Linked DNA regions of Danio rerio: region 1 is linked to region 2. Evidence: chromatin contacts called from public HiCAR-type data. All regions are on one chromosome and are shown on one strand. The core of a region is the stretch at or near the end of the contact, and the rest is flanking DNA. Distances in the headings are between cores, read along the strand shown.

What was found. HiCAR-type assays count read pairs that join an accessible place to other places.
Region 1: a contact with region 2 is called in a HiCAR-type map of caudal fin, with 4 times the contacts expected there. The contact joins the enhancer-like site here to the promoter of gtsf1 in region 2. A contact is called at or near these places in 4 of 18 Hi-C or Micro-C datasets (caudal fin, embryo, hematopoietic stem cells and 1 more) and 2 of 4 datasets of contacts at active chromatin or transcription factors (caudal fin and embryo).

What each region holds. Positions count from the first base shown.
Region 1 is chr23:35,122,951-35,130,491 of GRCz12tu, reverse strand. It overlaps a transcript of nr4a1 not described here. Among named protein-coding and RNA genes, the nearest start is that of nr4a1, 26 kb to the right of the region's middle. Within about 2 kb of position 6,046, at least 26 of the 62 cell types and tissues checked have an H3K27ac peak or open chromatin away from gene starts, as enhancers often do. A contact at or near this core is called in caudal fin, where this site is marked.
Region 2 is chr23:35,041,138-35,048,716 of GRCz12tu, reverse strand. gtsf1 (gametocyte specific factor 1) reads right to left here and starts at 4,523. Exons shown (of 8, transcript NM_212833.1): 1 at 4,449-4,523; 2 at 4,056-4,196; 3 at 3,808-3,926; 4 at 323-449. The coding sequence starts at 4,140. It overlaps letmd1 (LETM1 domain containing 1), which reads left to right and starts at 5,661. Exons shown (of 9, transcript NM_001130616.1): 1 at 5,661-5,866. The coding sequence starts at 5,748.

The DNA of each region.
Region 1 (7,541 bases), core at 4,797-7,296, 80 kb before region 2:
AAGGTCTATTTGCATGACAGCTTTTGAGACGGGAAAGCAATCTGAACAGTAGTTACTGTATGTAATAATAAGAATATTAAGCTGGTCTGTTTTGTGGAAACAAAAATGTGTCATTGCTTGCAGATTAAAATAAAATGGAATTTTACGATTCATAAAGCTTTTTATAGTAAGTCTCAAGAGCAAGGCAGGAAGGGAAAATCAAGTTGTTGCAGGAAGCTGCTGAGGACATTCGCCATGAGCAGCTATGATAAGTGGGTAATTGAAGGTCACAGAAAACACACAGAAATTACTTCTTCAAATGCATAAAATGTTTGAGGGTTTTTTCTGGAGCTAGAGGTCACTTCACAAAATAAAAAAGAGAAGTGATGAATACTGCTGTTCCATGAATAATGTCGGTGTCACAGGTTGCCATTTTTTGAGGGATGAACGGTGTGATGAAAATGTTTGCTGTGAATTGTCATGCACACATTTTATACAATCTGCTTAAATTAAAGTGATAGTTATGAAATCAAAGGAAGCTATACAATATTGTATTTGTGCATACACATTAGATTAGTCAGTACTGAAGCTAAATCTAGAGCTTATCTTACAAAATGTCTTATGATAACGGTCCAAAAACTAGAACACAAATTTATATGTTGTAGAAAATTTAATTGTATTATCTTTCAATTTCTAGAGAAGCTTGGTGGCTAAAATATTACTTTAATTAATATATTTGTTTGATAAATCTGTTTTGTTTAAATGCACCAAAATACACTGCCTATATTCACTGTGGAATGAATAAAAAATATTCATTGTCAAAATTGGGTGTACACAGTTATGCTGAGCACTATGCCAAAACATTCAATACTAGATTTCTCCAGCTAAAAGCAAGCTATTTTAAATAGTATTTCAATATTTCTGAATGTACCTTATTAGCACTGTCAAATGCAGAAAGTATTCGTATTCACTGCATCAGTGTATTTACCTAAACATGTGCTATAAAACCTGTCTTTCGTTAATTAGTTAAAGGTAAAAAGTGTCATCCATGCTGTTGAGAGTTGTACTTTGATTTCCCAGGGGGTTGTGGCTGGAAGGGTTGTGTAAAACATCAGTTGGCAGTTCATTCGGCTGGGGCAACCCCTGATAAATAAGGGACTAAGCCAAAGGCAAATAAATAAATGCATGTCACATATGAATATGTAAATATGTGCACTGCATGCTTTTCACTTTATGACAAAATAAATGCATATAGCGGTGAGAAAACAGCAGTTAAGAAAGCATCTAATTATATTGATGTGGATGTTTGCATACAATCTGCAAGTCACTGGCATCAGGTCAACTGATTTTTATAATTTTATAATGAATGTAATGTATGTCTGAGATTCTAGAGTAGATAAGTTTAGCATGAAACTTTTGAATTGCTTCGGTTTCAATCTAAATGTAGAAAGGACCAGTCCGTATATGACCAGAGATGTCGTCAAATCAGGCACTTACTCAGACTTACTCATCATGTTCATTATTGGAAGGGGATGATATGATTAAAAAAAATAGAATTAGAATATTAGATGTGTATTAGATGAATATTAGATTATTAGATGTAGATTATTAGAATGTTTTGCTTTAAATGATAATTTATGCAACACTCATACTAAGATAACATTTTACATTACATTTTTTCTTGAATCATATTGATAGATTTTTATAAAACTAATAATATTAGTGTGTATTTGTATATTGTTTGTTTATTTTTTTAAACGTGTATAGTTTTGCTAAATAGTTGTGTAAAATTATCTGAAATTATATTTGCATTATAATGAATTGTACATTTAATTTGTTTGCCATAAACACAGCTTGTGATGCTGACATGTCATTAGACAACAAACAAACTAATAAATAAATAAATAATTAATTTTGAATTGAAAAAGTCTACAGGCTCTTATAAACAACTAAAAATGCAAGGAAAGTCTTTTATTGTTGTTTGTAGTACAAAATCTAATATTGAAAATAAAGAAATTAACTCTGGCTTGTCATAGCATATGCTGTACTCTATGATTATTTAAAAGGCTTCTTTTGTCCTCCCTTGTAAATCACTTTGCATTAAAGCATCTGCTAATTGAGTAAAATTTTGCACATTGTCTATGTAAGTGAGTTGGACAATTCAGAAAAGGCTGAAAGGCTCGGGCAGTTGCATTGCACCTATAGAAACTTTGACTTTCATCAAAAAATTTAAATGCCTTAAAATCCATATTTAATCCATATTAATTGACACACTAGTTGATATCGCACATAATCAAGGGTTTATTTTGATCACTCTGCATTGTCCATTTTGTTTATTGTCTCTGATAGATCAAACATGGTCAGGTGGAGATCAGAGAATAGACACAGTGCACATGCACACGTCTGATTGTGCCTTATGAGTTGTAGTGTCTCCACTTGGTAATTGAAAGAAGTGAATGCATGCATTAATAAAAGCTTTCCATATCAGCTCTCCAGGAAATGTCTTTGCAGTAACTGCTCAATTTAAATGCATAATATGACTTTTTATGCTTTGTTGTAACAACTACCGTTGTCAAAAAACAGTAGAAGTGGAACATATTGTCCAGCCAGGTCTCACTTACTGAATGTTGTTTGTGTGTGTTTTAACAGCTTGGCTTTGCTAGTCTATTCTGTAACTCTGAGCATGTTTATCAGGAGGTCGGATGTTGATTCATCAAGGTTTTCCAAGAGGGCCTTGCCATCCTGACGCTCCAGGAGCAAGAGGAAAAGAGCTGAAAGCGTGGAACTTGGAGATCCTGTATGTCGTTCCCTTGTGTTTCCCAGTGTAAATTCCAGATAAAATAGGTCATCTTGACCAGCTGCCTCTAATCACACTGCTCTCTCTCTTACTGAACCATCAGTGTCGCTTCCAATCTTAACAAACAAACGTCTCAATCAGCCAATCAGAAACACTGTACTTTTAAATTTTCCATTTAAAAAAAATCTATTGTTTTTTCAGTGTTTAGGGGGAAATTTCTGTTCTCTCAGCACAGTGGCCACATTTACTAAACTGAATAAATGTGTGTGACTACTGAGTGTAAATTGAGGTACAATGAAGTAAAAGGCATCATTCTGTGCAAGATTATTATTATATTATTAATTAGTTAATACCAGGGGTATAAATTTTGTCTAGCCTATATGTGTTTTTTTTCCACTCTCAAAGAAGCAATATACACTCACTGGCCACTTTATTAGGTACATCTTACTAGAACTGGGTTTTGCCTTAGGAACTGATTTAATCCTTTGTGATTTTTCCTTTGTGATCACATTCAATATGCAAATCTCCCATTCAACCACCACATCCCAAAGGTGCTCTATTGGATTGAAATGTAGTGACCGTGGAGGCCATTTGAGTACAATGAATTTATTGTCATGATCAAGAAACAAGTCTGAGATAATTCATGCTTTATGACATGGTGCATTATCCTGCTGGATGTAGCCATCAGAAGATGGGTACACCGTGGTCATAAAGGGATGGACATGGTCAGTAACAATACTCAGGCTGTGGCGTTGACACGATGCTCAATTAGTACTAATATGCCTAAAGTGTGTCAAGAAAATATCCCCCACACCATTACACCACCATCACCACCAGCAGCCTGAACTGTTGATACAAGGCTGGATGGATTCATGCTTTCATGTTGTTGATGCCAAATTCGGACCATATCATCCAAATGTCGCAGCAGAAATCGAGATTCATCACACCAGGCAACGTTTTTACAATCTTCTATTGTCCAATTTTGGTGAACTTGTGAGACTTTTAGCCTCAGTTTCCTGTTCTTATCTGCTATGATTGGCACTTCTGCACTTCTGCTACTTTAGCCCATCCGCCTCAAGGTTCGACATGCTCTTCTGCATACCTGAATGGTTATTTGAGTTACTGCTGCCTTTCTATCAGCTAGAACCAGTCTGGCCGCTCTCCTCTGATCTCTGGCATCAACAAGGCATTTGTGCCCACAAAACGGCAGCTCACTGGATATTTTCTCTTTTTGGACCATTCTCTGTAAACCCTAGAGATGGTTTAGCGTGAAAATCCTATTAAATCAGTAGTTTCTAAAATACTCAGAACAGCCCATCTGGCACCAACAACCATGCCACTTAAATCACATTTCTTCCCCATTCTGATGCTCACTTTGAACTGCAGCAGATCGAATTGACCATGGCTGGGTCCAAAACCGCCTACTACTCAGTAGGTACTGCATTTGAATTTAAACGTACTACTCGGCCATTAGAAAAGTACGTTCTGTACAGTATGAATGTGAAAAATATGAATGGAATTCGGACCTACTACATTCGCCATTTTGCCATGGTCATGTGACCTACCTTTGTCAGTTGTGTCACTTTATTCCCATTCATGAATTCTCTCGCAGAGCATCATGGGATAGCGCCGCATGCATGGGATGCGCACTTCAGAATCTCGCTGGAAGTAGTAAGTCATCTGGGTTCTTTTTGCATACTGATTTTTGAATTCTATGAATTCAGACATACAACTCGTCTCGCATACTGATTTTAGCATACTCTATAGTATGGAAGTATCCCGTTTCGTACGCATCACATGTCTACATAATTAAATCCATTGAACTGCTGCCATGTGATTGGCTGATTAGAAATTAGTGTTAACGAGCAGTTGCACAGGTGTGCCTAATAAAGTAGCCGGTGAGTGTATATTGACTTGCATTTAATGAATTGCCAAGAACCATTGGTTTCAGCTAAAAATAAGTTTCACAAACTAATTTCAAGAGGAGCATGTGATCTGATTGATCGCGGCTGGTCTCTCATCTGTAAACATTAGTAAGCCAATCAGATTATTCCAAACTCACTATAAATAGCCTGTCTAGCATTGCTCCCTCATCTTTTTTTTTTTTTTTGAAGAATCCCCCCATCCACCCCATCTCCCCCTTCTCCTCTTTTACTAGGGGGAGCTCTCGAGAATTACCTGATCATGCTCACTGACCAGGGAAGAGCCCTGGGCTTAATTACCTCCACCCTGAGTTTTCTCGCAAGACAGCATGCCAAACCTGCTATTATTATCAAGCAATATCTACTGTAAGTGTGAACTCTTGAATTGAATGTTCTATTAATTGAAATAAAGACTTGGGTGGCCTTGGAGTAAATAAACGCTGCAATTAGACTCTGGTGTGAGTTATCGGGATAATTATAAAGAGCAAGAGCATAAAGTCATATAAGGAAAAAATCTCAAATGAAATGATAAGAAAGTCAGAAATATTCCCCTGTAATGACACAAGTGAAACGTCTCTAAAATCCCCGTTCATGTCACTGCTGCTGTGTTAGTCACATAACAGTATTAATCAAAGTAAGAGATATTAAATCATACTGTTAAACATGATGGTGAATTTAAAAAAAAAACAATGACGACAATGAAAGGATAGACAGATTCAAGTGGCAGCTGTCACGTTATTGTCACGTAGGCGTCAGGTTCTCTGTCTGGAGCAAGAGGAAGTTCTGTGGTTTCTGATTGGTTGCCACAAGTTTTCCGTTTGCTTAAAGATCTCCATGATCTCTTCAGCCATGCAGCCTGATTTAGACATCGCGCGGTTTGTCACCTCAGAGTAGGTTAGTTACATCAGAACGAACAGGACATGATGTTTCATTTTCTTTCTTTTTTAATCTTGATGCCTGAGGGAACATTTCTGAGTTCAGAGAGCTTGTCACTTTAATTATAGATGAAAATAATTCGCTTACGAAACACACAAGAGGTTGAATAAGGTCTTCATTCTACTATTAAAACCCAGTTGGCATCAGCAAGACAGCGTGAATCAAGGAAACTGTGAGACAGTATTTCTCTTGTGCTTCTTCTGTGAGCTGTACCTTGGAGCAGCAACATAAGAGTGTTGGACGATGCAAAAAAACACAAGGATAAATGAAAATGACTGCTTGAATCTGCATGAATGAGTCATAGATGGCGTTGGTCCTGGGTTTGGAGTGAAATCAGACGCAGCACTGGAGGTGTTGGCTGAAGCTGTGTTCCTCTTAGCACTTGCTGCCTCTCCTTTTCCTGGCGGAGGCCTGAGCTTGAGCTTCAGCACAGCTTCCTGACTGTTTTCCTGTTCAGATCTGGGAATGCAAACAACGTGCACCTCCACCCTCCACATTCTCAAGTTCATAGTGACACCCAGTGTCCCGAATGTAAAGTTAAACGAAGTGTGAAAGATTAGCATAGGGCAAATGTAAATATAAAACTTCTTTCAGGGGAAAATGATTGTTGCCATTGTTCATGGGGTAATTTCTGGTGTTTAGAGTAATTTTAGTACATTTCTGGTGTTTGTAATAATTGTTTCAGTCATAAACGTCTTCAGAACATTTACAGGTGATATTCTGGCCCACCAAAATGGCTCTCTCATAAATGTGAGTCTGTTTTTTTATTATTACTTTGTCTTTCAGAAGGAATCATATGTTCGATCACAAAAGCAATTTCATGTGCATTCATGCTGGAAGTATGTAACATATATGGGTAACACTTTACAATAAGGTAGTATTAGTAAGTCAATGTGTTACAAACAATGAACAATACATTCATTATAGTATTTGTTCATGTTAATTAACATTACTTGATGAAAATAGTTCATGGTTAGTTCAGGTTAACTTGCAGTGCTTTAAACAAGCATGAATTTAAATTTAAATGAGTCATTGGAGTAAATGTTGAACTATGATTAATACATATTGTACAAGTATTGGTCATAGTATTGAATCTTTATTGTAAAGTGTGACCTATATATCAACCATTGGCCCTATTAAAATGTGGAAATTAGCAAAGCCGGTCAACAATGTTGCTTTTTGTTGGAAGGTCTAAATGATTCTGATTCCCAAATACGTCACAACTTTGAAGAAATCTTCAAGTTTAACCTTTGAATAATACTCAGTATGATTTGAGTCTAAAAGTTCTTGTCTGTTTTGTGTCTCTCACACAAAGCTGATTGTTTCAGTGTGCGCATGAACTCAGAAAGAGCTCTTTTGATTGTGCCCACTCTCACATTCTCTGGGTTGGTGAACTGCCCACTCTCTCAAACATGTTTAAAGCAGCTCTGACTGCAGTGTGAGATTTCATTCCCATTTCTGACTTTTCCCACATGACTTTAACGATTCCTTAAGGACAATAATAAAAAAAAAACGTCCTTTGATTAAGAACATGTAAAGCATCTCTGAGTTATAATTAAATTCAAATTGACACTTTTTTTTAAGCAGACATTATGCATTTTTATAAGATTCCATTGTTTATTAGTAATGATCTGTCCATGCACATCACTTTCATGATCAATTTAATAAATAATAATTCTTACCACTACTACTTTTTTCTTATTTAACAGAAGTAAAGATTTAAAATATGTAAAAAAAAAACTATATATACTATATATATATATATATATATATATATATATATATATATATATATATATATATATATATATATATATATATATATATATATATTTATTCATTTTCCTTCCAGCTGCATATATACATATATACATATATATATATATATATATATATATATATATATA
Region 2 (7,579 bases), core at 3,274-5,773:
ACCTACTAAACCCAGTACATATTTATAATGTATAATTTGATGCATTTAATGTCTGCAATGTTGGTAAAAATTAAACTACAATTGACCATCACAGAATGGTCTCATGTAACCATGCTTAATATTCAAAATGTTTTAGGGACATGAAAGGGTTTATTGAAAAAAATGTAATCAGAAAGCTGATTTTTGAACACAGAGCGCAACAATAGCACAAAAGAGCACCTTTGTAGTAAACATTGAAATATAAGAGGATACAGCCTTAGAATTACACCATGCGAGTAAATGCAGAATCAACATGAACTTTTCTAACCCTTTAAACACTAACCATCTTCAGCGTTCAAACACCTCTTGTCTTCGCAGTTTGCTATGTGATGAGACATCTCATGCTTGGGAATCAAGTGTCTGGCATTAAAGGGGCAGGTCTTCAGTTCACTGGCCAGTTTGGGGTGGTTCTAAAACAGATGCAAGAGGACAGATAAACTTTAAAACATTAGAATGTAAGGACAGATAAAACTAGAGCTCAACCTTTGAGTGTGTTAATACTTGTTTTATTTTGGTCAAGACCAGGGGTCGGCAACCCGTGACTCTGGAGCTGTATTCGGCCCTTTAGCTTCTCTGCTGCCTAGATGAAATTACATGTAAATAGCCTGTATAGGCTGCATCTCTACATTACATTTTCTATTAAGCAATGTAATCTTATCTTGGCATTCCAAGTAACAGAAGACTGAAAAGAAACTTAATATTGTTAATAAAAGCCAAAATACAGGTCTATTTCCCACGTTAACCCATGAGTCGTTAATATTGATGGTGGTAATAAAATCTAACATTCAATTGGTTATTAATATTAGATTATTATTTGCGTTCATAAACAGTTCATCACTTTGTTAATCATTCTAAACAATCAACATCAGTGCAAAGGTTTTTTAAAGCCCAATATGAATGAGATCTTGTTACGACTCGTATACAGCATACATATTTATACCCACCATGAACAACTTTACACGTAAAGAGATTAACACTGTTGCTTTACAGTTACTAAAAAAAAAATAAACACTTGCTGCTTTCACTTTGAAAACGATTGAAAGTCTTAGGTTATGTCAGTGAAGACGCTTGTCTAGATCAGAGGTTCCCAAACTTTTCAGCGTGCGACCCCTAATATGACGATGTCAGTGACTCGCGACCCCCAATATCCTGGTTATGAATACAGAAACCTTGCATGCAATGTCACACACACACCAAAACACCCAGGTATATTCTTCGTTTAATGTCAGTGCAGTAAATGGGCTAGAAACTTTAACCTGGTGTTATAAAATCAATCTGCTGCATCTGACGCTATTGCTGTGTCTTTAATATAATGTAATTACCACTGGGGTCACAATCCAATAGAACTAGTAACTAAGCTACTATAGTAACTATTTAGTAATTATAAACGACTATATTTTTCGCTTCAGTAGGTTATGGACAAAATATGGTCATTCTTATAGGATTTAATAATAATAAAATATTCGAAGGGTCCCGACCCCCACTTTGAGAACCCCTGGTCTAGATGACTCAAATAGACTTACATCCCACAAACAAATAACGTTTCCAAGAAGTTATCATTTAAAGGTCAAATATCTATGGGCAAATTTTATTTTGGAGGAGAAAAAAAAAAAGACTAATGGCTCTGCTGGTCAAAAAGTTAGCCGACCCCTTCTCAAGACAATAGTGAAAATGGATCCAAATGTCAATAACGCCAAACCTAAAAACTAAGGGTGTCACGATCCTCCAAATCCTCGATTTGATTACATTTTCGATTCTAAAGGCACGATTCGATTATGAATAATTAATTAATTAATTAATTAATGACCAATTAATTATTTGTAGCCTACCGTTTAAACTACCTGACCTGCATGGTCTTTGTTTTACCCATAAACAAATCATACAGTAAATGAATAAAGGCAAGATACACTTATAATTACCACCTGTCAATCACTCTTTTCTGCTGGACTCGTGAATAGGCAGTGATCTGTGTCGTTATAATGGCGTCGGTAAAAAAGACGCACAACCAACAGGAACCAGCCAACAGTATTTGAGGTGTTCGCTAAAATTACTAAGTACAAGTGAGTGAAAGATTGAAGCAGTCCTCTGACTGCCTGGACCTGCTGTCTCGAGCGCATGGCTGTGTATGCGTCTGTGTGGTCATGTGATGTGCATTTTCAGAGGTAGAGAGGAAGGATGGCTGCTCAGAAATGCTACACGCCACTGAGGATGTCAAATTGTTGTCGTTCTAAAATGCCATTTAAAAACAAAGACAGTGAAAACAGGGCCTGAGTGTGTACTTTACGCAGGTGGATTTGCAACAGGGGCAGGCGGAGGATCGCGATGCCGGTGTTGTCTATTGGACGAACCGTACATAGCAGAGCTTGCAAAACTGTGTTTTTTTTTTGTTGACAACACGAATGTTGTAAACATAACTCACTGGAAATCCAAAATGCTTACACACCAGCGACTTCATTGAAAGAGGAGAGGTTCAAGTTCTGTCGACGGGTCTCCTGCTTCAGCAGTTTAACAAGCACTTCAACAAGCCTGTTTTTTTCCCGCTTGGCTAGCCAAGTTGACGTGACATGGGGGCGTGGCAGCATCGACAATTCTATTTTTTGATTCGATTATCGAAATTGAGCATACATTTCGATGGATTTCGATTAAAAATCGAAATCGTGACACCCCTACTAACACACACTTATGGTGTACATCTTTACAGGTGTAACAATACTTAGCTGTACCAAGTTACAGAGAATGGGAATCTACACAATGAATACTTTCTATCATGTTTTCAGAGGCCCAGGAGCACACAATGTACAACAATGCAAATTACCTCAGAAAGAGCAGACCATCTAATAGTACTAATACCTTTTTAAAACATCTCACAAACACTCAGAATAAAATGTAGATATCTGTATAAACACACTGTGTCTAAGAAGCTAAAAACATGTTTAAAAGGAACTTAGAGCCAAGCACAGATTTACAGGCCACAGATCATATTAACAATATTACATATTATAGTAACATTAACTGCGACGGTGATGGTGCATCAATGAGCTGCCGCTGGACAACTTTTCCATATACATGATCCTCTATTAGTAGTGCGAGCACATTATTTAAAGCAAGTCCGTTTGCGTTCATTCATCTCCATCCATCTCTCTTATAAACCTATAGAGATTGAGATCCAAGTTCCAGAGTGCCAAAAAAGCCAGAATGCATTGCACTGCAATGATAGCCATTCTCCATCCATCCATCAATCATATACAACAAACCTGTAGAGATTAATGGGATTCAAGTTCCAGTGTCCCAAAATACACTGTGCTGTAATGACATTCCCATTCTCTACATCCATCCACTGTAAACCTGCTGTACTCAAAGCTAAGCCTAACATGCTGTATTTCTAAGGTAAGGTTAAGAAAACATAACAAAAAAAAATCATAATTGGCTTGATCACTCCATCTCCTTTCCACCAATCAGCTGGTGTGTGGTGTGCAGTCTGGCCCAATATGGCTGCCGTCACATTATCCAGTTGGATGCTGCACACTGGTGGTGGATGAGGAGATTCCCCGCTAATGTGTAAAGCACTTTGAGTGTCCAAAAAAAAAGTGTTATACAAATGTAAGGAATTATTATTATTAATAAAATTAACCCATAATTTCCTGTTGTACTTGCCCTCAAACCTACTTAAATTTTAATTTATCTACCAAATACATATTTTGTTGTTGTTTAAACCCAAGATTTATGCGCCTCCATTTGAACTTCATTATCCTAAATGTTACAACCCACCTTTCTGCACTTGAGAACATGAAAAGGGAAGCGTGAGGCTCTGATCTGGTGGTTTTTGTCATATGGGCACTGCACAATCCTATTAGGGTCGCTGGCATCTTCCGTTTCTTCACCATAACCTGCGGAAACAGGAGGCGCCACATTGGAAACAAAACTTATTGTGCCGACACAAAACTACAACTCAACATGAACTGCATTTTGCACATGTAACTTCAACAGTGCATCGAGTTATGATGATGATTGATTACCGTTGTCTTCATTCCACATCTGCCCTGTACTTTCAGAGTGGACTCCAGACGGACCGACGCTACTGCCAAACCTATAAGTGGCCATACTTCCGTTTCCTGGACCCCCGTGTACCTTTCCGTGGGTTTAAAAAAATCTTCACCCTAAATAAAGTCCGCCAAACATTAAAATCAAAACATTTTCTAGTATAACGTTAAACCACACAGCACTCTGAAGAAATGCAGCACGTGACGGTCAAACAACGTGAGAGTCAGCAGGCCGAGCGCAAAAACTGACGGTTGAAGTTTATTAAAACGATGTTTGCTTGACTTTATGTTATAAAACTCACGACTTTCAAAGTAGCAATACGCTCGGGTTTATGTTAAGAACATGACATTATCATTATAAACACTTACTGCTAGTCTTTTGTATTGTTGAAGCAGTCGCGTGCTGGCCTTCCCATCTGCTGACTGCAATCAATGCAGATCATCAATCAAGTGCTGTGTGCTGCTGTGGAATGTCACGTGTTTCATCATTAAAGATGGCAAATGTTTAAATAAATACTTGTTGTTGCATTATTCATTGTAATCAATTGATGATTCTAAGCTATTTGTTGTAACTATGTGCTGGTCTATGGGGTTTATAAAGATTAACAAACGTACATATTATTTTATTCTTTATATGGTTAATATTATTTTTATTTTATTAATTATATTAACATTTTGAATAACTTTTTCTTATCAAACCAATTATATTATTTTAATCAAGCTATTTGCTTGATTTTTCACACACATTAAAGACCAAGAGATTATATTTATTAATTTTATTTATATAAAATAAATGCTGTTATATTTTAGTCTAATTTATTTATTTATTTGAATAAAACTTTTGATCTTTTATTTATTTTAACCAAGCAGAAAAAATGAATGGATTTCTTTAAACCAATTTTATTGATTTTTATTTTATTTTATAATAATTATTATATTATTTTTATTTAATTAATTATATTAACATTTTGTATTATTTTTTCTTATCAAAGCAATTATATCATTTTAATTTAACTATTTGCATGATTATTCACACACATTAAAGACTAAGAGATTATATTTATTTATTTTATTTATTTAAAATAAATGCTGCTATATTTTAATATTATTTATTTATTTAACTATTTCTCATTTATTATTTGAATAAAACTTTGGATCTTTTATTTTTTTATTTTTTTTTTATTTTAACCAAGCAGAAGAAAATGGATGGATTTTATTTATTTTAATTTTTATTCAATAATTCTAATCATTATTATATTATTTTAAAATGATTAAAATAAAAAATATTCAAAATATTTATTTAATTAATAAAATGTGACACAATATAGCAAATATAAGTTTATAAGTTTATAGTAATTTCACAAGGATAAATAAAACTGCATAGAATAATTAAGTTAATTATATTTTACATTTAAATCTGTAAAAGAATAGTCATTAAATGAATAAAGTAATCTGCAACTCATAACATTTATCAAATATATAATTTTTTGGAGTGTGCTTTTGTCTTTTATGTTCATATCATATAAATATTACGGTATCCAGTCGACCTAAACACAAAATATGCGCGTCGTTTAATGCGTACACTTCACCAGCCAATCAAAGACCCGCATCCGCACTTCATGGTCGTGACGACACGCCCACGCCGAACTGTCAGCTGCTCAGTTCAAGATGGCGCTGTCCTGTCGGGGAATATGCCGCGGGGCTTCAGTGATCTTACTGTATGGAAAACAACCTGTCAGGGTCAAAGCAAGTCTCTGCACTCCTAGATTGGCTTCCTCAAAACCCAGGTATAATTAAAAATACGTTCGGAATGACCGATCATTTGTAGGCGGTTGTTCGCATACCACACTCCCAGAGCTAGGATGTTTTGCATACAGGCTGGATATAAAATGATAGCGAAGATGATGTTTCAACGTAAATAATACAAACGAGACCACATTAATTATTTTATCAATGTCTGTCTTTTTTTAGTCGATGACAAAGGGGAAAATGGTTTCATCAGGAATTACATGAGAGAACGGCAAGATATTTTTATATTTAATTTTATATAACGTAGTTTCTAGATTCATGTTACTAGTACATACTTAAAACTAGTATCTTCCTATGGCAAGCCACTTTGACATTTAAACTATAAACCATACTAGTATCTATTTTCACGTTACTGGTGCTTGTTTTTTAGATATCAGTACATTTTCCATCAAGTACTGTTAGTAGTGCCTATTCTTTAGATGCTAGAGCTTTTTAAAAATATAGTAGTGTTTTCTAATTAGACACTAGTTTTTTTATTAGATACTAGTACTCACTCATTCGTTAGATACTAGTGCCTATTAAATAAATACTTGTGTATTAGATACAAGTACTTATTCATTACAGTCATACGGTCATGGAAAACCTGGAAAAGTCATGGAATTTTGAAATGGCATTTTCCAGGCCTGGAAAAGTTTTGGAAAATCAGAAAAACCCACAAAGTTTCGGAAAAGACATGGAAAACGGATATCTGTATACTTGAATATAGGTTTGTTGTCTTTACTACTTTTCTGTCCTTGCCCAATCAAATACTCCCACATTATTAGTGCAGTGTAAGCATTATCTAAATCAATTTCACATAGATATAAATATAAGCTGAAACTAAATAGATTGTTGCGTGTTTTATGGGATGCTGTAATAAATTTTAACATGTATTGTTTTTTTTATCATGCATATGTAGGCATTGCATGAAACATTAAGTCATAAAAATTTACTTGAAAGTCATGGAAAAATCATAGGAAAGTCATGGATTTTAGTAGTAAAATGTGTATGAACCCTGCCATTAGATACTACACTGCAAAAAAAAGCTTTTTTTACTTAGACCTGTAGTCTTGTTTCTTGTCCGAATATCTAAGAATCCTTATATCAAGAAACATTTTTTGGCAAGCAAAACTTATTGTCTTGTTTTCAGTAATAATATGCCAATATTAAGTGTGTTTTTCCTAAAACAAGCAAAATAATCTGCCAATAGGGTAAACAAAATAATCTTGTTTTTCCTCTTGACATAAGATTGTTTTGCTTACTTCACTGGCTGATTACAATTATTAACTAATCTACCAAGCTCTGGTAACAAATAAGTAGTAGTATTGTTTTAAAAGGGCCTCTGTAAAAAAAAAAACACACTACCACCTAATAACCTCTTAAAACCAACAAATGAAGTTGTTAAATTAATGTACTATCTTTTTATGTTAACAAGAAAAAGATGCTTTTATCTATAAAATAAGTATTAGCTTTCATTGTCAATAGCTTCGTGAGCAGTGCGCCGACATATAGTGCCCTTGCTCTTTGGGTGTCCTGAGTTCAAGTCCCAGCTCGTAGACCTTTTCCAATCCCTTTCCCCGCAAAAATCTGTCTGATTTGCTGATCTGTCTTAATATATTATCCTATACTTATAAAGATAGAAATGGCCAAAACTATCTTTATAATCATAATAATAATAACAATAACTAGTAGCATTAAAAAAAGCTTGTTAT